2 separate regions of the Mus musculus genome follow, and region 1 is linked to region 2. Evidence: chromatin contacts called from public HiChIP or PLAC-seq data. All regions are on one chromosome and are shown on one strand. The core of a region is the stretch at or near the end of the contact, and the rest is flanking DNA. Distances in the headings are between cores, read along the strand shown. Region 1 overlaps Kcnab1 (potassium voltage-gated channel, shaker-related subfamily, beta member 1). Region 2 has its middle 6.9 kb from the start of Gm25222.

Region 1 (4,479 bases), core at 169-2,668, 400 kb before region 2:
AATGGTTGTCCCTTACAGTAGGAGTTGCAATCACTATGTTCCTCTCCTCTGCTTTAGCCAATTCGGTATTGAGCAAGATACCTTGGACTGAGAAAATCTCCTGAGAAGAGGGCATGCAGAAAGGAGCAAGGCCGAACAACTTCGACTTTCCTTTCTTGGATTCATTACAAACAACATAGATGTGGATGCTCAAGTCCTCTGATGGTCCTTAAAAATAGGCAGGTCTTTGAAAAGGAATAACCAAAGTAAGAAGAAGCTCCAAGAATATTTGGAGCAATTACTATTGACTGGGTAAGCCTCAGCTCTACTGTAACTGGCCTGGGGGAGGCGGGCAGCTAGCTTGGTGTGTTCATATTCCATGTCTTCTGCCTTTGCTGGTGGAAGCTGGACACCCACGTTCATTCCAGGAGACCAGGGCTCCATATCGATTCTAAAATACACTAGTTATGTTATGTGACATGTGCTTGCTGATCCGGCCTAATAGAACATCAATTATGTGTTCTAACATAACAAGCCATGTTCAGACTGCCAAGTCGATGCTCAGGCCCAAAGGAAATCTCTAAAGTTACTCGTTACCTTCAGCAAGGTCTCTCTGTCGCTTACAGTCTTCAGAATAGGCTCTGAAGTGCCCTCTTAGAAAAGTTGTTAATTTCTTGGCATCATTAAGAAATCACAACTTTCATGAATATCAGTGTAGGGCGGAGGAAGAACATGCCTGCTGATATATGTACAAGAAGAGCAGTCCCTCCTTGCCAATGCCACAGCAATGTTTGAGCACACCCTCTTGCTTCCACCAATGATGCCATGTGAGAGCTAAAAACTTGTTCTGACTTACTTCCCAGCAGCATAGACCTCAGCTGTGTCGAAGAGATTAACTCCACTTTCGTAGGCAATTGTCATCAGCCGTTCAGCAACCTGCAAGAGGATGCAAGGGTCAGTCAGAAATGCCAGGCATTCTTCCTAGCTGGGAAGCAATGTTAAATCCTTTATCCACCGTTCACTCTGAGATCCTATGAACCACTTGTGTTTTTCTCAGCTGTAGTGAGTGACAAGAGAAAGAGAAGTATAAGGCAGGTGATTCTCCTACCCTCAGACACTGGGTAGGCTGTAATCTCACTCTTGGAGGGGTGTGTTTTGTTGCCCACGGAGCACTGAGGGGTTCAGATCTGTGTTTTCCACCCTGCTGGGAAGACCTTGTATGAGAACACCCTCCGTGACATCTAATCTTGCTGACAAAGAGGGTCATCTGTATCAAAGCTGACTCCAACCCTCAAGCCCTTTCTGCAAGTCAATAGCTTCTGGCAGTTGGATGACTCCTGACCTAAAAGCTTGTGACTTTGCTCAAGGCCTGGCCAACTGTGCTGATGAATCACAGGCCAGACAATCATGACTGTTGTTAAAGCTCCTGCCACCCACAGTTCAGTGGAACAATAAGCATCATCTTGGTGCTGCTGCTGAGTCAACACAGGGGAGGGAGCAAGCTCCTCTGGACTCAGGCCGGAATGGGTCAGGGCTCCGTGTTCCATCCTCCTTGCTGCTCAGGGCAAGTAAGAGCGTGCCAGGAGAGGAGAGGGCTACCTGCAACAATCAGCCTAAGGTGGAGCTGTAGGAGGATGCTGGAAAACGGCAGTGGAGGAATCTTTCTCCACTTTGCTGATTAATTTGCTAGATGTTTGAACATTTTTTTTCCACTTCTCACATAATAACAATTGATTTTCCATTATGTTCTTTGGTGGTGGACTAAAGTTGCTTCACCAGCGTTTCTAATATAGACTGTTTCTGGTGTTTTAAAAATTAGCCTCTCAAGACCATGGGTAGGCTAGTGTGCATATCCACTAGCATTACCCACAAGGAAGCAGTTACTGATTTTTAATTTGATAAGATTAAGACATTATTTTAAAGCAAAGTTGAAAAGTAAAGCAAATATAGGTTTCCTCATTCTGACTGTCCTGTTTTAGATGACGGCAAAAAATTATTGTGGTATGTCTTACAGCATATTGGTGGGTTATTTATTAGGAAATGTAACAATTACATCTTAGCTACAGAGAAGTTTTGAAATGGAGTACCTGAGAATAGACACCCTTCCCAGTCACAGGGTCTGAAGACCTTATGTGGAATAATGGGAAAAACATTGAAGTCTAAAGACTGGATTTAGGCCTTGATATAGTTTTAATCTGAAATGTCTTTCAAGTCCCCTGCATTTGGTCCCTGATCTATAGCATCTTTTGGAGATGGAAGACTCCTTAGGAGGTGTGGCCTAGTGGTAGAAAGCTAAGTCACTAGGCTCCTGCCTGTCTTTACTTCCTGGAGCTTGCAGTTCTCCAGCACGAAGAACATTATGGCCATTTTTACCTGCTTGGAGCTGAGAACTCCTGGAAGACCAAGAGAAAGCTGAAAGATCAGGGAAGTAAACTCATTGTTATTGGCTTACAGTTTTAGCCCCCAGAAAAGAGGTGAGATTGAGCCATTCAGTTGTGAGTGTGATTGGGTTTGGCTAGTCGTCCTTGTTCCTCCTTGTGGACAGCTCTGCAGGACCCTTCCCACAGCTGCTCTCCAGAAGGACTCTAGCTGTTGGATGTACGTCTGTGTTAGTGTCTCTGCAAATGTTCATGACAACTTTATTGTGCAATTTTGAGAGCTGGAATTTTGAAATGGCTCATCACAGAGGTCAGTCCTGCATGTCCAGACATGAGATCCCTACAGCAGAGGACAGACAGTATGAAGGGGAGATCAGAGACTTGTGGTGAGTAGGGGTGGAGACTAGATTTGCCCACAAGGCTAGCCACCATTGCCTTTTTCCTTCTACGCAGTGCACTAGGCACTGGCAGGTTGCATGCAGGCTGGAGACTCTGGCTGTGAACTTCCTTCCTTCCTATGTTGCTGCTTACTTCCAGCCTAACAGTGTCTGTGGCCTTTGCTGTACTCCCTGTGACTGTGCCTTTGTGTTACCCCCATACATCCCTACCTGATGCCAGTCATACGGTCTCTTGATGTGCACCTGGGTCCTCCTGTGGGGAGAAAGGACTTCTTCCTTCTTAGCTACTGGGAGTGTGGCTGTTGAAAGACTTTTTGCTGCCAGCCCCCTAAAACTCTGCTTGGCTGGAGTCACCCAAGATCTGCTAAGCTAGCCTTACCTAATGACTGGGCAGCACAGTTATACACACACACACACACACACACACACACACACACACCCAAGAAGAAAAAAAATGTTAGGAAGGAAAGACAATCCCTACTGCACATTGTCTTCATTAGAACTGTAGAAGCTAAAATCAGCTTACCTCATCTGAGATTTGACCTCCAAATGTCACCCATGTTCCTGGAAGAGAACAAATATTTGTGCATTATTTGTAGCCATTTTTCTAAGATTGTACATAATAAGAGCAGACTTTTGTATCAAGCAGATAGTTCGTAAATGTACTTAGATGAGGGCACATGCAGCCTGTTGTCTAGCCTCCCACCGTCCCCTGTCCACTTCCTAAATATTCCAGAAAGGGTCTATGAACCTTTGGGAGAAGAGTGCTTCTTCAAGCCACCATGGATGCTTGTGGCAGGCAGCCCTGGCCTACAATGAGACTTTGCTTCTGCTATGGGACCAAATACACAAGGAGCCAGTGCTATGTAGCTTACTTGGGCTATACACCTATTTTTCCTCTTCTGCAGTTAAAGGCTCATTCTGACATCGAGCACAAGCAAGGGTCCACAGCCTCAGTGAACCTGACCTTGACTTCTTGCCTTTGCCCTAACAAGACTTTTTTTTTTTTTTTTTGTATTTTCTGTTCCCTTTTAAGAGGACCTTCTCAGACATCTGCCAGACTCTGTTTACAAGACCTGGGTGGTGACAGTTCATGTACCTTCTCTGTATGATCTGCCCTGGGAAGTCTCTGTTGGCTTGGGGTGAAGATAGAGGCAGGAACCAAGGCAAAGACAAAGAAGGCAAAGGGAAGGAGACATAGCTAGCAGCCTGTGTAAAGCGAGACACTGAGCAGGCACGTTATGCTCATCTCCAGCAAGCCTCTTTAGTCAATTCCTTCCTCATCCATTTTTGGGTGTGGGGGCTTAAGTATATCAATGACATCACACTCATGTACTTAAGGTAGAGAGGTGATGTTACAGATTCCGTCTTCAACGAATAGTTAATAGTTTATCTTGATAAATGCTCAAACCAAGACAAACTCAAGGCAGACTGGCAGAGAGTACTTTACCTTACGTCTGGGAGTAAAGCATTCATGGAGGACTTTCTAGAAAAGGTGACACCTTGGTTGAGTCTTATAGGAGTAAAAGGAATGAAAAAGAAAGGGGTAGACATTTCAGATATAGACAAGCGCTTGGGAAAACAAGGCGGTGCAGCTGACTGTATATAGACCATCAGTCCGTGAAACAAGGGCAGAGAGGGAGACCTGAGCAAGTGTGGAAGCAGTGAGGGCATGGGCAAGGTTGGTGTTTATAGGGCGTGAATGAAACGCTGCTGGCAACTTA
Region 2 (4,515 bases), core at 922-3,421:
TCACAACAAGGAAAGAAACTACTGATCTCACAGCATATTTTCTGAACTCATTTTTAGCCAGCATGCTTTGTCCTAAGACTCAGACCTAAGACTAAGACACCAAAGCAAACAATATGTCTTGGTCTCTCCAGTTAAGAACATGGCTAAGGATACTAGTCTCCTGATCAATATTTAAACACCATGGAATAATTTACTTTAAGAGCCTGATAAAGAAATGAATGTTGTACCTTAAGGAACTCTTGTGAATGTGTAAAGTAGCAGGCACAAATACTGGAGTCACAGAGGAAAGCCACAAAATAAAAGCTAGAAATCAACATTGCCATCTTGGGGATGTATTCCAAGTAGGTTATTTATTTATTTATTTATTTGTTTGTTTGTTTATTTATGTCAACTTGGCATAAGCTAAAGTCATCTGGGAACAGGGCACCTTAACTGAGAAAATGTATGGTTGTTTCACAAGCCACTGTGTATGAAGCCACAAAATAAAAGCTAGAAGTCACAAGGGACTGGTGTTAGGGCAAGCTGCACTCATTAAGAAACAGTAACAGGAACCATATCTTATACCTATCCCTTCCTTAAAATCCCCTCAAGACAGGAGACATCCAAAACAGCATTTGAAAAAGAATTATGACAGGAAAATAGATCTAAAACCCAAAAAGTGTTTGTTTTTCTACACAGGGTCTCATTATGTTCATAATAACCTAGAATTCACTATCTTCCTCTCTCAGCTTCAAGAGAGGTAGGATTATCAGTCTGCACTACCACATCTAGCTTAAAGATTTGGATTTTCCTTTTCATTTGTTTTTCAACTATTAGTGAGCACTAGAGACGACTTGAGATTTATTTTCCATCCATGCAGCATTATCAGCTTAAAGCATATCCCTTTTTAGACAGAATTTCCAAGAGCAGTAAAAGCCAGCTTACAATGAGACCATTTTTGGAAGTGATGGTAAATGCTTACACATCAGATATTGTAGGGTTTTCCTTTTCTTTTGAACACATGCTTTAAATGTGCAGCTGCCACCTATCAAAAGTATATTAGCAATTCTGATGTTGCCATGCTCAACCTGTCATGCTGTTTAGAGCTCTGTTCCTGGCCCAAGTCACTTCTCTCTCCTGCTTGTATGATTAACCTTCACAACTTCAAATCACTTGAACTCTTTCCAGTCACTTCACTCACAGAGCAACCCTGTCCTGAGGATTGCTATACAGTATTCCATTGAGTGAGTATATCTCAATTTCTCCACCTATTCTGCCTTCAGGTAGGTTGGCATTAGCTTTTGGTTGGCAATTAAATTAATTTTGCTACTAAAAAAAATCTCTTTAGTCATCAGGAATGCAGTACATAGTATACCAAAGATGGGCATTTTACATCATAAAATGTAAGCATTGTGGCTCAGTGCATGAATCAGCATCCCACAGGAAATACCAGATTATTTAATGAGAAGGGAGTTTTAAATGGAGAACTGACATGAGTTTGCAGAGTGAAAGCAGGTGCCACAGTGCGCTGAGGCACCTGCAGTTAAGAAGCTGTTGAACAGTCAGTCAGCTCTGAAAGTAGAAGATGAAAGGTATGTGTTGTGTTAGCTTTCCCTAAGGAAATGCAAATAAGCATTCACTACTCCACAGCAGACCAGAGAAATGCATGATTTCACCAATGTCCAATTTGGTGAGACCAAGGCGTTTACTGAACCTCCTTATAGAACATAGGTAAGGGGTTAACTCAAGGATGCAGGTGAATCCCAAACGGGTATATTGCTGTGAAGTCAACACTACATCATGAACGGTCACTTGATGGGATCTGCATCAGGAAGTCCCTTTTTCAAGATTAACTGTCTCCTTCCCATAGCGTCTCTTAAGTTCTCTTGTAGCTGGATGAGGAGAGTTTCAGTTGAAGTCTTCAGATTCCTCCCCCCTTCCTCTACTACCTAAAAAGTACCATTAAGTCCTCCTAAGTCCCATTACCATTCCATAGACTTGGCTAGCATTATATTGGTCTGCTTTGGTTGCCATGGTTGCTGCTATGAATATTTATTTGCATTTCCTTAGGAAAAGCTAACACAACACATACCTTTCATCTTCTACTTTCAGAGCTGACTGTACAGTAGCTTCTTAGCTGCAGGTGCTTCAGTGCACTGTGGCACCTGCTTTCACTCTGCCAACTCGTCAGCTCTCCATTTAAACTCCCTTCTCATTAAATAATCTGGTATTTCCTGTGGGGTGCTGATTCATGCAGTGAGCCACGTTGCTTACAGAGGCAAAGTCCAAGATGACATGGTACTGTTGGAAAAAAACCTGTCACACAACAAACAGTATGGGTACCTCATGAGGGCTACCTTGGGAGAGTCATTGCAGGTGAGTGAGTGAGCTATGGTTGAAACAAAGGATTATAACCTCTCTTTTCATCTGCAGCCTCCAGGGTCTTCTCATTGGCAAAACATACTGGCAGCTATAAGCAAAGGCAATTTGTAATGAAGCCCACAGATACCAGTGTGAAGAGAGAGAAGGGCAGAGAATATCCCTTCTCTAGGTAAAAAACAAACAAACAGACAAACAAACAAACAAACTAGCAGCATCCTGAGTCACTACCTACAGGCTACCACTCAGGAGAGGAGCCTGGCTCCTCTCGCCTTCCATCCTCCACACATCCTGTACTTCAGAAACCAGACTTTTCCTCCCTTTCTCTCATTGGTACAATTCTCCCACTGAAGGATCATGAGTCAGCTACTCCAACAACTATTCATCCACCCATTTGAAGATTGATCACCTAGATACAGTTTAAGTGTTAAGGCTACAAAGATGGAGACAGGTAGTAGTTACAGCTCAAGTTCCTTTCACAAAATAAATTGTAATATAATGATAATGACAGCAAAAAAAGATGATAACCACAGTCAGGATAAGGGAGAAAAGGGAAATAATATAAAGCAATCACAAAGTCCTCCAATACCAAAAATATCTGTGCAAAACTTCCAAGCTCTCAAGAAAGGGTGGGTAGGTGAAGGAATGGATAAGTAAAATATTGTTGGAATATTGAAGGGACAAGGGGACAATCTGAGTGACATGGAGCCAAGCAAATGAAGAGAGGGCTTGCAAATTTCAGAAGTGCAACTGGCTTCTATTGGAAGAATGTGGGCAAGAAAGGACCAGGTGGCAGCTATTGAAAACAGAATCTATTTGAAGGATTTTTCCACTTTGCCTCTCTGTTGCTGTGAAAAAGAAAGCCTGACAAAAGCCACTTGGGGAGGGAAGGGTTTTCCTGATCTATATTTTCAGCTCACAATCCACCCCTGAGGAAAGTTGCGACAGGAGCTCAAGTTAGGACACTGAAGCAGAGGCACACTGGTAGTTGGCTCACTCTCAGCTGACTTTGTTAGACAGCCTGGGACCACCTGCTCATGGATGGTTCCACCTACATTGGGTTGGGTCCTCTCACATCAATCAGTAATCCAGACACCTTCTCACAGATGGCTCTCCTATAACAGTGGGAGTTAAACAAGAAAGTATGTTTTGTTCCTATGTTACTGAGCCTTTTCTTATAACTTCTGATAAGTCCTATCTGTCATATCCTACTCTACTGTATATCTTACATGTCTACCCTAAAGTCCCAATGAAATATTCTAATGAAAAAAACTTCTAATTTCAACTATGTCCTATTATGATACCTACTAGGTATCTTTACAGACTAAGATTTTATTCACTACATTAAGACTACATTATGGCCAGACAGTGGTGGTTCATGCCTTTAATCCCAGCACTTGGGTGTCAGCGACAGGTGGATCTCTAAGTAGCAGGCCAACCTAGTCTATAGAACAAGTTGCAGGACAGCAAGGGCTATACAGAGAAACCCTGTCTCAAACCCAATTCCCACCCCCCAAAAAAAGAAAAGAAAAGAAAAAGACTACATTATGAAAGGCCTAATCCCCAGTGTTACCCCACAGCACAAGCAGCTGCTTCAGAAGCAGTGTAAATGGAAGACTGAGCCAGGTCCTCATCCAGCTTTGCTGGTCACTTGGAGCTCACAGCTCTACTCATCCAGAACCGTGGACACCGTGGTGCTGTTAAGCTCACTGCTCACAGAAGCTGAGGTCAGCTGGATGGTCCTGTCAACAGTGGGGACTCTTCCACCAACAGTTTCATCAGTATTCCTCTTTGGCCTCAGCAAGATAATGAAGCACTTGGGAAGAAATACACAGCCTAACAAGCCATAGCTGGATGCCAAAATGGCAAATATTTCCACAGCCACTTTGAATTTGCCTTTAATGCTCAGGTAAGCAGGGACAAAAGAATCCAGACAATGAAAAAGACGAGCATTCCAAAAGTGATACATTTCCCGTCATAATAGTTATCTGGCAGCTGGTGAGCCACAAAGATTGTAAGAAAACACAGCAGAGCCAGGAGAACATCAAACCCAAAAATGGAGCACAGAAACTCTACAGAACCTTCATTGCATTCAAAGATAATCTTTACATTTTTGCTGTTCAATGTTCTTAAACATCCTTGGAGGCTCCAACACTA

Evidence for each region. HiChIP or PLAC-seq counts read pairs in DNA pulled down with a chosen protein or histone mark.
Region 1: a contact with region 2 is called in a FOXA1 HiChIP or PLAC-seq map of pancreatic cancer cells. The contact joins two enhancer-like sites. A contact is called at or near these places in 1 of 484 Hi-C or Micro-C datasets (embryonic stem cells), 1 of 115 datasets of contacts at active chromatin or transcription factors (pancreatic cancer cells) and 1 of 9 other capture datasets (embryonic stem cells).

What each region holds. Positions count from the first base shown.
Region 1 is chr3:65,294,105-65,298,583 of GRCm38.p6, reverse strand. Kcnab1 (potassium voltage-gated channel, shaker-related subfamily, beta member 1) reads right to left here. Exons shown (of 14, transcript NM_010597.5): 3 at 3,282-3,319; 4 at 836-915. It overlaps A330015K06Rik (RIKEN cDNA A330015K06 gene), which reads left to right. Exons shown (of 5, transcript NR_126080.1): 2 at 58-291. Among named protein-coding and RNA genes, the nearest start is that of A330015K06Rik, 6.3 kb to the left of the region's middle. Within about 2 kb of position 1,418, at least 43 of the 459 cell types and tissues checked have an H3K27ac peak or open chromatin away from gene starts, as enhancers often do. A contact at or near this core is called in pancreatic cancer cells, where this site is marked.
Region 2 is chr3:64,899,272-64,903,786 of GRCm38.p6, reverse strand. It overlaps the pseudogene Vmn2r-ps13. Among named protein-coding and RNA genes, the nearest start is that of Gm25222, 6.9 kb to the right of the region's middle. Within about 2 kb of position 2,171, at least 13 of the 459 cell types and tissues checked have an H3K27ac peak or open chromatin away from gene starts, as enhancers often do. A contact at or near this core is called in pancreatic cancer cells, where this site is marked.